2 separate regions of the Sus scrofa genome follow, and region 1 is linked to region 2. The links are chromatin contacts, called in public HiChIP or PLAC-seq maps. All regions are on one chromosome and are shown on one strand. Each heading gives the region's core, a stretch centred on a gene start, on an enhancer-like site or on the middle of the called end of the contact. The rest is flanking DNA. Distances are from core to core; before and after follow the strand shown.

Evidence for each region. HiChIP or PLAC-seq counts read pairs in DNA pulled down with a chosen protein or histone mark.
Region 1: an H3K27ac HiChIP or PLAC-seq map of alveolar macrophages shows a contact between it and region 2. The contact joins the promoter of TYRO3 here to the promoter of MGA in region 2. A contact is called at or near these places in 3 of 5 promoter capture datasets (fetal liver, fetal skeletal muscle and liver), 5 of 47 Hi-C or Micro-C datasets (embryonic fibroblasts, fetal heart ventricle, heart right ventricle and 2 more) and 2 of 2 datasets of contacts at active chromatin or transcription factors (alveolar macrophages and skeletal muscle).

Annotation. Positions count from the first base shown.
Region 1 is chr1:129,826,734-129,833,304 of Sscrofa11.1, reverse strand. TYRO3 (tyrosine-protein kinase receptor TYRO3) reads left to right here and starts at 3,910. Exons shown (of 19, transcript XM_021097401.1): 1 at 3,910-3,932; 2 at 6,393-6,571. The coding sequence starts at 6,404.
Region 2 is chr1:129,694,598-129,700,642 of Sscrofa11.1, reverse strand. It overlaps MGA (MAX gene-associated protein), which reads left to right and starts at 3,209. Exons shown (of 25, transcript XM_021097378.1): 1 at 3,209-3,350. It also overlaps the pseudogene LOC110259510.

The DNA of each region.
Region 1 (6,571 bases), core at 2,661-5,160, 130 kb before region 2:
GCAGCCCAAGAAATGGCAAAAAGAGAAACAAAACAAAACAAAACAAAACAAACCAGGTCCACGGAGTTCCTGTTGTGGCACAGCAGAAACTATTTGGACTAGTATCCACGAGGATGCAGGCTCAATCCCTGGCTTGCTCAGTGGGTCGGAGATCCAGCATTGCCATGAGTTGTGGTGTAGGTCAGCAGCTGAAGGTCCGATTCAACTCTTAGCCTGGGAACTTCCATACACTGTGGATGTGGCCCTTAAAAGCAAAATAAAATGAAATAAAACAGGTCTATAGGAGTTCCCTTGTGGCACAGTGGGTTAAGGATGCAACATTGTCAGTGAAGCAGCTCAGGTTACTGCTGTGCCTCAAGTTTGATCCCTGGCCCAGGAACTACCATGTGCCACAGGTGCAGGCCACCCCTTCCAACACACCAAAAAAACAGCAGGTCAAAGACAGAAATACAGGGGGAGTTCCCGTCATGGCTCAGTGGTTAATGAACCTGACTAGTATCCATGAGGACTCAGGTTCAATCCCTGGCCTCGCCCAGTCGGTTAAGGATCCAGCATTGCCTTGAGCTGTGGTGTAGGTAGCAGACGTGTCTCGGATCCTGTGTTGCTGTGGCTGTGGCGTAGGCTGGCAACTACAGCTCCAATTTGATCCCTAGCCTGGGAACCTCCATGTGCCTGTGGGTGCAGCCCTAAAAATACAAAGACAAAAGAAACAAAAAACAAAACAAAACAAAAAAAATAGAAGTACAGCCAGCCAGATACATGGCATTCACACACACTATCTCGCATATGAAACTTCCTTTCAGGGCCATCCCGAGGTGCAGTTTTGAAGAGGACAATTATTTTTCTCCTGCACATTTGGACCCATCTGCTGTTTGAGAAACCCCAACCTTACTGCTCTCTTCCTACTTTTTAAATCTGCTTTTGGAGAAAAACCTGATCATTTGAAAGTCCCTTTTTCAGAGTGTGGTCCCTTCTAGGAATTTACTTTCTGCTTCATCCTCAACTGGATAAGGAGTGGCATTGTTTCTGGTGTAGGAAGTTCAGGCAAGAAGTGTTTGGCAGGTACAACAACTGGCCCCAGTGCCCCTGACATCATATCTGTAAGGTAGTTTTCCCCTAACCCCAAAGCTGTGGACTCCCTGCCTTCTCTAAGGTGATGAGGAACACGGCCTGCAGCCTGCCCCATTCCTTACATGGAACTTCCCAACTCTTACCTCTTTAACCAGTAGCTGGGAAAGAATATAGTCTTGGTCACAGGGCCAGCAAGACTGCTGTGACCCCATGAATTACCTTGGTCCCCCACCACTCCCTGAGATGGGGACAGAAAGAGGAGTCCTAACTCTAAGAAAGCTGAAGCAAGCTATTTCCTAAGACTGCTAGAAGTTGCCATTGAGAAGTTCTGCTGCCATGGGCAGGTGGGTTTTCTTTCCTATTTTGTCTTTGTCTTCTCTCTTTTTCTTTTTTGGCTGCCCCTAGGCATGTGGAGTTTCCAGGCCAGCGATCAAATCCAAACAGCAGTTTTGACCTAAGATACAACTGGGGCAACTCCAGATCCTTAACCCGCTGTGCTGGGCCGGATATCGAATCTGAGTCCCAGTGCTCCCAGGATGCTGCCGATCCCATTGCACCACAGCAGGAACTCCTATCCTTGTCTTCTCTATATACCTGGCCTCCTAGGACAGTTGTGGATTATAAAAGGCAGAGATTGGGCAGATATGTATTTCACATGATGATGCCAAAGCCCAAGCTATCTCCACCCATAATAAGGGGCTGCTCTTGGCCCTTCCTCTCCCCTGGGAGAGATCATAGCTGGCTCTGGTTCTGTTCTGAGGACAGGAATTCCTGGGACAGCTGCTCATGCATTAGGTCAAATACATTTCCTGTAGATTTGATTAGTTTCCTTCCAAGCAATGCATTTACCAAAGGAAGGGAGATTTTTGCAGGCATGTATTTGCACAGGCAGCCAACCTCCTCCAGTCACACACACACACACACACACACACACACACACACACACACACACACACATATCTTCTCCCCATCCACCCACAAAGCGCCAGTCACATTTAGAGTTTGCACAAATGCACACCCTCCCTCATACATCACAATGCACACCCTCTCACCCACCTACACACCTCTTCCACAAAATCACACCTGCTCACATACCCTTAAAGTATATTCCCGGAGAGAGAGAAAGATGGGGGAGATGGGTAAGAAGAGTGGGTTGTGAGGGCTTGGGAAGGCAAGCACTCTATGTAGGAGCTGGAAAGTCAGAAGACCAGGAAGCCTCAGTTCTCCCTACCCTGCAAGTAGAAATGCTAAGAATTGAGATGCATTCAGTAGCAGGGATTGAGGAGGCAGGCAGTCAGGGCTCCAGGCCCCACATGGTCAGTGTGCTGCCCCAGGGTGACAGTGATGTGCCTCAGGCCTGCAGCTGAGGTAGGAAGTTTGTCAACTCTGTGAGTGGAGAATGCAGAGGTATCCATGACATGTGCCAGAAGCCCATTTTGCTTAATGGCAAAGGATGGTCCTTGGCCTGGGATTCTCATCAGAGTTCAGGAAATGATGAGGGGTGGGGCTGTGGAGATGAGGGAAGAAAAGGAAGTGAAAGGCAGGGGTTTGGGCTCTAGGTTCGACATCCTCTGGGAGAGGTCTTTTCAGTATCAGCCAGAGTCAACAGTTTCCTTTCCCTAGAAACTTGAAGTCCCCTCCAGAGAGGAGAGGTGGGGGGTGGGGGAGGACCTTGAGAAGTGTGGAGGGCTCAAGTGCAGGGCTGCAGCAGCCAAACTGCCGCAGTAGCTGGGGCCCCAGTGAATCTGGCTTCAGCCCCAGATTGTTGTCTGCCTGCCCTGATCCAACCAAGCCTAAGCTCAGAAGCTGTGGATTCTGGAACGGAGCAAGACTTTTCCTTTGGGAAAGAGTCCTGAAGCCAACCCACAGTGCCCAAGAAAATTGCTAAAGGAAGACACCCAGGCCCCGGCCATCCAGTTCTGACAGCCCTTCTCCCTGTGCTGCCACCAGGGGGCGCCCCCAGCTGGGTCCAAGGCTGCTGCCAGCACTGCTGTTGTTGTTATCATTAGTATAATTAATAAACAAGCACTGATGCTGGCCAAGAGGAGGAATAGGCAGGCCCTTGCTGCTCAGAAGGAGAATCCCTGGAAAGATCCAATGAGGCTGCAGAGAAATGGAAGTGTGGCGGTGGGGGATGCTGGGTGGCTTGTCTCTCCTCCCCACTCAAGACTTCTGGGAACAGCCTTCTGGAGTAGGCGCCAGGGGACCAGTAGAGGCAAGGGCAAGAGGAGGGGAACATTTGGTAGGCTGGATTTGGAACCAGTTCTGTATCTGCCTGACAGGATGTCTGTGGGCACAGCCACCCCCTTGATTACTCGCTGTGGGGCAGGCCAAGCTCTGAGGCAATTATTCATTCATTTAACAAGGCATCTGTCTGTTTACTTATGGAGTGCCTACTGTGTGCAAGGTGGACAACCAATAATAGCTAGTATTTTTCCTGGATATTGTGAGGGCATACCCAACTTTCACACCACATCCTGAGAGATGGAGGCTAGAAGCAGAGGAAGCAACTAGGAAGAATGAGCGCCCCAAAGAAACAGGCCACTGGGCTTTGACTTATGTACTGTAGCCGTGGGGATTGCAGATAAAACCTGAGAATTACCAAGATCTTGGAAAACTCAAGACGGAAGGCCCGAAGTCATGGAGATAAAGGGGTGGGAAATGGAGTATGCATAGGGGGAATATAGGTGAAAGGCTCATCAAAGAGGCATGAAAGTGTCCTAGTAGATCCAGTGGGGGGAGCACTGAGTCGCGACAATTTCAGGAGGCCCGATGGTTGGGAGTATTCAGGGGATTGAGGTACTTTCTGTCCTGAGAAGAGGATGCTGGGTTCTGGCATCAGAGTGTGGAGAAAAGTTGGGGTGCGCGGTAGAGGCTTCTAGCAAAATTTCGAAGGAAGGATCAGTGTGTTGGGTTTGAGAAGATGCTGGAGTGTATTTAGGGGAAGGAGGGGCGTGGCTGGGGTGCCCATCCAGAGGACCGAACCAGATCCTCGGATTCGGCATTGGGGTAGCTGGGCCAGGGGGTGCCAGCCGGGTCTGCGGAGGTCTGTGGGTGGAGGTCGGCTGGAGACCGTGCTGGCAGCCGCGGGTTTGGCGCTCGGAGCGAGCCGCCCGGGGCTCCGCGGGGGGGCGGTACGAGCTCGGGCTGCGGGCGGGCGGGCCGGGGAGGAGGCGGCGGCTCCGAGAACATGAATCAGCGGCGGCGGCGGCGGCGACGGCGGCGACGGCTGTGGAAGGAGCGCGGTGGCCCAGGAGCGGCCCCGGGGACCCTGTGCGGCTGACGGCCGCCGCGGCGACTCGCAGCGGGCGCGGGTCTCGGAGCGCGGCCCCAGCGCCGCCCCCCGCCCTCCCGCTGCCCTCCCCCACCTCGCCGCTCCTCCTCTCCTCCCTCCTCCCTCGTCGCTCGCGGGCCGGGCCCGGCATGGTGCGGCGTCGCCGCCGATGGCGCTGAGGCGGAGCATGGGGCGGTCGGGGCTCCTGCCGCTGCCGCTGCCGCCGCCGTCGCCGCCGCTGCTGCTGCTGCTGCTGCTGGCGGGTCTGGCCGCGCTGCTGCTCCCGGAGTCCGCGGCCGCAGGTAGGGGCTGGCTCGGGGGGACGGCGGAAAGCGGGGTCTGCGGAGGGGCGCGGCTGGGGTCGGAGCCCGGGGACAGCAGCCGGGCGAACCCCGGGCCTGGGCGGGCCGGAGATTTGGGCTGGGGGACCCAAGCTGGAAGGCCGAGGCTCGGGCACTGGGGGGAGGGGGCGCAGCCGGGTGTTCGCACCTGGATCTGTGGTCGGGGCCCCCGCCCCCAACTTTCTCGCGTCCGGGGCTCTTCTGTCGGGGTGGAAGGGAGAGGAGTAGGGCAGAGCGCTGAGTGGTCAGCGGGGGGTGTTTGGGACAGGATTTTCCCGCCTCGATGTTCCTAGTTGTTTGCTTTTCCCTCCCGGGACTGGGGACTCCATTCTGCCTGCCCCACACACGAAGGTCTCACTCTGAAGCCACAGGGGCTGGGGCTGAGCACCACAGGCACCCTTACATCATGTCGGTACAGGGGCTGTGAGATTACCTAGTCACAGAAAACACCTGGGCATACTCTAGTCCCTGTGCTCACTCCGAGCTTCCTGAAACCAAGCATGTTGGAGTGGCTGCACTGGTCTTTGCTTAGCCTTGCTTCCCACATAGCCACTGAGGCATTTGCCAGTGGCAGGAAGTGCTTCTTGTAGCACCCGGGATCCCCAAGTTCACATTACACACCCCTGGGACTGCTGGGCGGGTATCGGCTGTGAGGCTACCCCTCCTTGCCCTGTGCCTGGTTCTGAGAGGATGAAGGGGGTATGGAAGAGACAGGCCAGACCAGCAGCCACAGAACAAGCACCTTTTTTACAGACAGCACCCCCTGCCTTATCAGCACCTCAGGGTAGGAAAGGGTAGGCAACTGTGACTATTTCCAAGTGGAAAGGTGTGTATCTCAGAATCAGAGAGTCCAGGAATTTGCTTAGTTTCACACAGCCAAGGACGGGAAGAAGAAGCAAAATTGGATTTCAGCTCTGTGAATAGTTCACCTGCCCCTCTCCACTTAAAAACATGCTAGGAAACCAGGAGGGTGTGTGTGTGTGTGTGTGTGTGTGTATGTGTGTGTGTTCAAAGGGTGGCCTTCTGTTGGTGTGACAGTAGCTCAGGGGTCTTGGGCTCCCTCTTCAGGGCCCCTCCCCTCCCTTCTGCCTCCTACCTTCCTAGCACCCACCCCTGCACACATTCAGGTATTAATAGAGCGGATGGCTGCCAGGAAGGCTGCCATGTGTTTGATCTGACGTGGTTCTGCAGCCATATGTTCTCTGCTTCAGGGGAGCACCCCCTCCTTCCCTTCCTCAGCCTCCTTACACTTGAGAGGTGGGGTTCAGGGGGATGCCAGCAGCAGTGCAGGGTCTGGGCTCACCCCCTCGGGGGAAAGCTGGCTGCCTCTTGCACTGACTGGGTACAGTATCTGCCCCAGGTGTATGAGAGCGTCCCACTGTTGCAACCTGGCTTATTTTCCTTTTCTTGGTTGGGCCTGAACTTAACATCGCCCAGCAGGGAGGTATGGGGAAGAGGTCACTTCCTTATGGCTGGGAGGAACTTGGCCTTGGCAAAATGGTGCCAGGAGAGCTTGCCATGCTCTTTTCCTCAGCCCAGGTCCAGGCCACCTTCCCTCCTACACTGTCCTGCCTCTGCTTCCTTGGCCATTGGTTGAGAATGAGCCCTTCTGACACAGAACTTAAGTTCCGGAAGAAGATGGGGAATTTTTCCAGAAATGGGGTCCCTCCCAAGCAGAATGACACATTCTCCTTCCCACTTCTCAGGCCTGAAGCTCATGGGAGCCCCTGTGAAGCTGACAGTGTCCCAGGGGCAGCCGGTGAAGCTCAACTGCAGCGTGGAGGGGATGGAGGAGCCTGAGATACAGTGGGTGAAGGACGGGGCTGTGGTCCAGAGCGTGGATCAGGTGTACATCCCAGTCAGTGAGCAGCACTGGATTGGCTTC
Region 2 (6,045 bases), core at 1,960-4,459:
TCTTTTTTATGCCTGACTAGTATTCCATTGTATATATGTATCACATCTTTTTAGTCCATTCATCTTTTGATGGACATGTAGGTTGTTTTCACATCTTGGCTATTGTGAATTGTGCTGCAGTGAACATACGGGTGCCTATATCTTTTTGAATTATAGTTTTGTCCAGGTATATGCCCAGGAGTGGGATTGCTAGATCATTATGTATTTAGCTTTCTAAAGAATCACCATACTATTTTCCATAGTGGTTGTACCAATTTACTTTCCCACTAGCAGTGGAGGAGGGTTCCCTTTTCTCTGAACCCTCTCCAGCATTTGTTATTTGTAGACTTATTAATGATGGTGATTCTTACCAGTGTAAGTTACCTCATCGTAGCTTTGATTTGCATTTCTCTAATAATTAATGATGTTGAGCATTGTTTCATGTGCCTACTGGCCATTTTCCATGGAGCTGCCTGTCTTCTATCCTCAGCATATGCAGGGCACTCAAGTATTTGTTGAATAGGAAAAATGTACATGTAATTGAGATAGGGCTTTTGTGTTTATAGAGCAGTCTTGGATCAAAACTAAGGCCAGATTGTTTATATTACATGCATTTTCTGTTTTTACTCTTTTACAAAGAGTAAAATCTCTTTGAAAGTCCAACCAGGGAAATCCAAGGGAAATTTTTTTTTATCAGTTTGGATGAACAAGGTGAGCTCTGATAATTGGAATGAGAGAATTCCAAAAGAAAAAGTGAAACTTATGAGGATCAAGTCTAGCAGTTAGGCAGCTTGGCATTTTAAAAACTTGGCTTATATAAGGATGCCTTTTAAAGGAAGAAGTTCTTTTATATATATCCAAGAATATATCCTAGGATCCTAGTCCGAGAAACCTTGCATTAAAGGTTGAATGCACAGAGGTTACTTGAAAAAGGAAACAAAAAAGTGGTTACTTGATACTAGCATTGTGTTAAGTCAGAAGTAGGCCAGGAGTTCCTACTGTGGTGCAATGGATTGGCAGTATCTCTGGAGTCCTGCGATATAGGTTCCATCCCTGGCTGTCACAGTGGGTTAAGGATTCAGCATTGCCTCAGCTCTGGTGTAGGTCACAACTGTGGCAGGGATCTTATCCCTGGCCTAGGAACTCCACATGCTGTGGGGTGGCTAAAAAAGAGAAAAAAGTACACCATTGAAATAGTGTGGCAGTATTATTATTTTTGGATTATCTGTATGAAAATAATATTTATAAGTTCTCAGATTCTTTTTTGTTGTTGTTTGTTTTTGGCTGTGCCCATGGCACACAAATTCCTGGGCCAGTGACTGAACCTGTGCCACAATGACAGTGCTGGATCCTTAACTGTTCAGATCTTTAACCAGTAAGCTACCAGGGACCTCCCAGTTTCGATTCTTGAGAGTATATCTCTAGATCTTTATAGATTAGGCAGACCCCATTTTGAAAAAATATGAGTAGTTTACCTTTTCCATCAGGAGATCCAGTGCTGACTCTTGAAAAAAAAATTTTTAGTAAGTACCTAGCATTTCATAATCTGTTTGCCTGGTGTGAGGAGAAACTAGGAAAAGAAAAACTCCATTCTCCCTCACCTTCAAGATGTCCTCACAGATTTCCCAACTGAGATATCATTTGCGTTAAACTATCCTTTTTGGGATGCAACTACGACCAGCCATGGTTGTTAACCAGTTGTCATTTACCTTATGATCAGATGCTTTAATGGTAAGTCAGACTTTATTTCTGCTTCAGAAAATGGAAATTTTGTATGAGGAAACCTTAGACCTTTGAGAGAATAGCATTCTTGAATAAGTGGGAGATTCTGATAAGGCAGCTTCCAGGAAAGAGGTTCTTGGGGTCAGGGAAGAGGAGGAAGGTGTCAAAGAAACTGTTACTTTTCAGTTTTGCCTGGAACTTAGGTATTATTCATTTGTTGCACCAATGTTGTGGTTGACAGTGCCTGAATGGGGGTTTCAGAGCAACTTCAGAAGTCCGTCAACTTTAGCCTACATGTTTTCCATTCCATGCTAACTCCAGCACATTTTCACCTGGTGATGTGGCATATCCTCTCAGGAAGAAAAAGAAGACCATTCCTAATACGCCTGGAGTCCAGCTCAGATCATTCTGGGATAAGCCTCTTCTTATTGGCTCCTTTCTTGTAACCCCCTCATTCTCCTTCGCAGTATTTTGCATTAAGTCCACCTAGCAGGTTCTCAGTACTTGGCAGTTCTTCTAAGAGAGTGAAAGGAAATAGTTTGGAGACTTGGACCACAGTTTCTGCTCTTTTACTACCTACTTCTATTTTGCCTCTTTTCTCTCACTTTAAACAACTCTCCCTTTTTACTAGAGTGTTAGCACAGAAGAAAGAATGGCTGGTAAGGGGTGGGAAAGAAGAAGGATAATCTTTGATATTTCCTTGGGAGAAATACTGTTAACTTAGCAACTGTCTGACACTCAATATATACTTGTTAGATTTTTGTTTGCAACCCATAGCTTAAATATCTTGAACAAACAAAAATTGAAAACGCAGGATCAGGGCATTAAAGCTCAGATAATACTCTATCGTGCAAAATTCTCATATCCACGTTTTAACCTTCTATCAAGACATCTTTCGTCTTTTTATCAGGCAAGCTAGTAGCAACTCTTCTTCCCTTCCTACTGGGCATTGAGGTTTTCAGACTCCTCCCTACTTTACTAGTGTTCTTTGGTTGTAGATGTTGCAAACTCTATCTCAGGGTCTTTTCTTCAACGATTCCCGAAGTCCTGGTGCTCTCTAAGCCCACAGCACTTTTGAGGAGGAGGAAGATCTCAGATTCATTTGACGGGCTCCTAAAGCCTTGGGGGCTGCGGAACCTCACTTGGGTGGGGCTGGGGCTGGGCGCGGCAGGGCGGGGCCGGCGAAAAGCCCAATTGAAAAGGTGGAAGGTTCAGTTGAGAAAGCCCCGCGGGCAAAGGTTTCACAGTTTTCACGAAGGCTTCGTGCGCGACGCTGAGGGAATTGGGGTGCCTCCCTCCTGCCTCGCCACTCTTGATTCTGGAAGCTTCAGTAGGCTTTTCTTGGTTGTTGACTCCCGGAAAGGCAGCGGCTTCAGCTCCAGGGGCGGGTCCCAAGGGTCTTGTCGCAGCTCCGGGGCCGTTTGGCCTCCTGGTGTTGGGGGAGGGGCGAGGGTGGTGCTGCTCGCGCCTCCTTTTGCGCTTGCGCGGCGGGCTCCGAGCGGGTAGGAGCGCGTGCGCGATGACGTGGACGTCCGGTGCGCGCGCAGACTCTTCAGCTGGAGCGGACACACGGTGTGCGAACCGAACAGAATAACCCGCCCCCAGCGGGATGTGAAGGACTCCGGGTGAGGCCGGCCACGCCCCGCACGGTAACTCTCGGGCCTGGGTGGAGGGCGTCTCCTTAGTACTGGCCCAATTGGAGTTTTCCAAGAGTTTGAAGCTCTTGAGTGTTTTTACGGCGTGAGAAGCGGTCAGCTGAGCGATCTTCGCACGCCGCGGCCAGGCCCGGCCTTGCGCGGGGCTGCCTTTGGCGCGCGCCTATGGTCCTCTGAGCGAGGCTGCGCATGTCACCTCGCGCGCGTCCCCGGCCTCACTTCCGCGTAGCGCAGCGAACTAGCTGGGAACATCGACGCCAGCAAGAGCGGCCACGAGGCGGGCGGGGTGAGAAGCGCCCATGGCGCGGCCCTGCCCTCGCGTGCGTGGGGTGCTGCACCGCATGGTACGATCCGCGTGACGCCTTCCAGCCCCGCGCCGGGCTGTAGTTCGAGAGCTGTGCTTCTGTGCTTTACCTTTGAGAGCTCAGGTCTTGGGGTTCCTAAACTCCGAGGGAATCGGTGCTGACCTCGCTTTTCTAAGGAGCTGTGTGCTTCGTTTTGACACCTGTACAAAACCCCTCATTTAGTATGTAATTTTGGGGCAAGTTGTTTGAGGCGAGATCGCGAGTTTAATAAAGAAGGAGGGCAAGGAAGTGAGCTGTAAAGGAGAGGGAACTTGGTAAACAAAGGGCTGGTGGTTCTTAAGTGCAGAAATGAGGGCGGGGAAAACAGGTGGGGAGAGCAGGTGTTATTTTCTTTAAACCTCTGTGGGGCAGCCTTTGGCTGGTTCTGTGTGGCTTCCTGCTTCTGTTAAATTATCAAGTAGGAGTCCTCTTTCAGTGGTAGATGGGTCTGGGACATAAATCTCTTGGAAGCATCAGTAACCAAAGTTGAGGAATCTGTGTCCGAAGAGTGTGGAGAAGTTAGGGATTAGTTCAAACTGGGTTGATAATGGGAAGTGATAGTGTCTTGCTCTGAAGGTTTTTACTTTATCTTCGGAACTCTGGAGATGCCTCCTTTTGGCGAGGGTATTAGCGGGGAGCGTGCTGGAGGTCTGAAAAGGGCGGGGGGAGCGGTTACTGATGGCAGCGTAAATAACCAAAAGTACTCTCCTTCTGAGGGAAGACCACTCTCCCAGGGTTCGCGTCGCCAAGGCAGACACGTGGATCAAAAGAACTCTCGAGCCCACCCGTGCGCTGCCTGTGTATGTTGTAAAGTTCCTCGGGCTTTTGCAGCAGAGTCGCTGACAAACACTGCCTGCTCTGCTTCTTTGGGCACGACGCCGCGGCTAGGCTGCAGAGAAACTGCCTGAAGGTGGCGTGGCGGCTCCTGGGAAAGGGGGCAGGCCTGAGAGGGCCGGGTTGCTGGTTCTGTAGTCTCCACGGTAACAGAATGCGACTGGATCCTGCCGAGCGATCCGCGGGTTCCGGCCGGCGGCACGTGATCTGTCGGGACTGCTCTTCCCCGGAAGAGCTTTCCTTGCGGCATTTTTTCACGTGGTTTTTGGCTAGCTGGCCTCTGCAGTTGAAAAGCGGTAATGTGGGCCCCAATAGTCGAGGACGACTGTTCTTCTCCGTGACTGGTCGGAGGCTTTTTCACTCCAAGGGTAGGAAGTGAGCGCTAGTGCTTTTTGCTGCCATAGGGTTATGTCTCCAGCTGTTGTACGAGGTGAGTGGGTTGGGTGTACTATGCAGAAAACACATGGCTGGGATTTGAGGAAATTCCTAGGTTACCTTGCCATACTTGGTCCAAGGCAGAGTGGCTTATTGATTGCTGTCCATTTCTGCCATAAAAAGTTAGTTATTCACATTCTCCATATACAACTCTTAGGGACCTGAGAGCTTGCTCGAGTTGCAGTTAAGGGATCATTCCCAGGAGTAGTATTTGGGGAGAGAAAGGAGTGGAGGGTGTATCATCTTAGGTAGGTGCAACTCTGTGCCTTAAAACCTAAAGCATTTCGGGTAACATTTTGAAATCTACCTTTCAAATTTGGAGTTGTGGTGATGATAAAGTTTCCAGGGTATAGTCTGGTCCAAAGTAAGTGCTTCCTAATAAAACAGCAAATACCATTTAATTATTAACTTAATTTAATGACTATTAAAAACCAATATTTGGCTATTTTTACTGTCTTTTTATCATTTACTAGCATATTTTCTGATTATTTTAATATCCAGACTATACTTTTTAAAAGATTTTTCAAATTTCTGGGCCAGTTGTATATTGGTGAGTACTGAAATTCGACTGAACCTATTTCACAAAAGTTTCAGAAATGTAATTTAACCATGCTATTGTAGTGAAATTATATTAAGGAACAAACTGACATTTTTGTGCCTACCATACAGCTGTGCATTTGTTATGTGAAAAGTTATGGTTATTTTTAGCAACTTGAGAAACATTCAGTTTAAGTTGACCAGCATTTGAATATTTTGTGTTTTTCAAGTAATGGTATTGATTTGGAATTTTAATTTGGTGTACTTTTTTTTTTAGTCTAGTACTTGAATCGTTGAATTAGGTAACTACCTAGTAAACTAACCAGTGTATTGTGTAAGTTGTATGAGGGTCATGGCTTTAGTAGTTAAACATTTCCCAGAGAGGTCATTGGTGAAAAGACATTCAGAATAGGGACTCTGAAATTGTAACAGTTTACTTATGGAATTGACCACATTTCCTGAAAACTTTCTCTGTGAATTTGCATTTGTTTGTATGTGAACGCCTGCATCTTGTGATTTTGACATTTTCAGAATCTTTC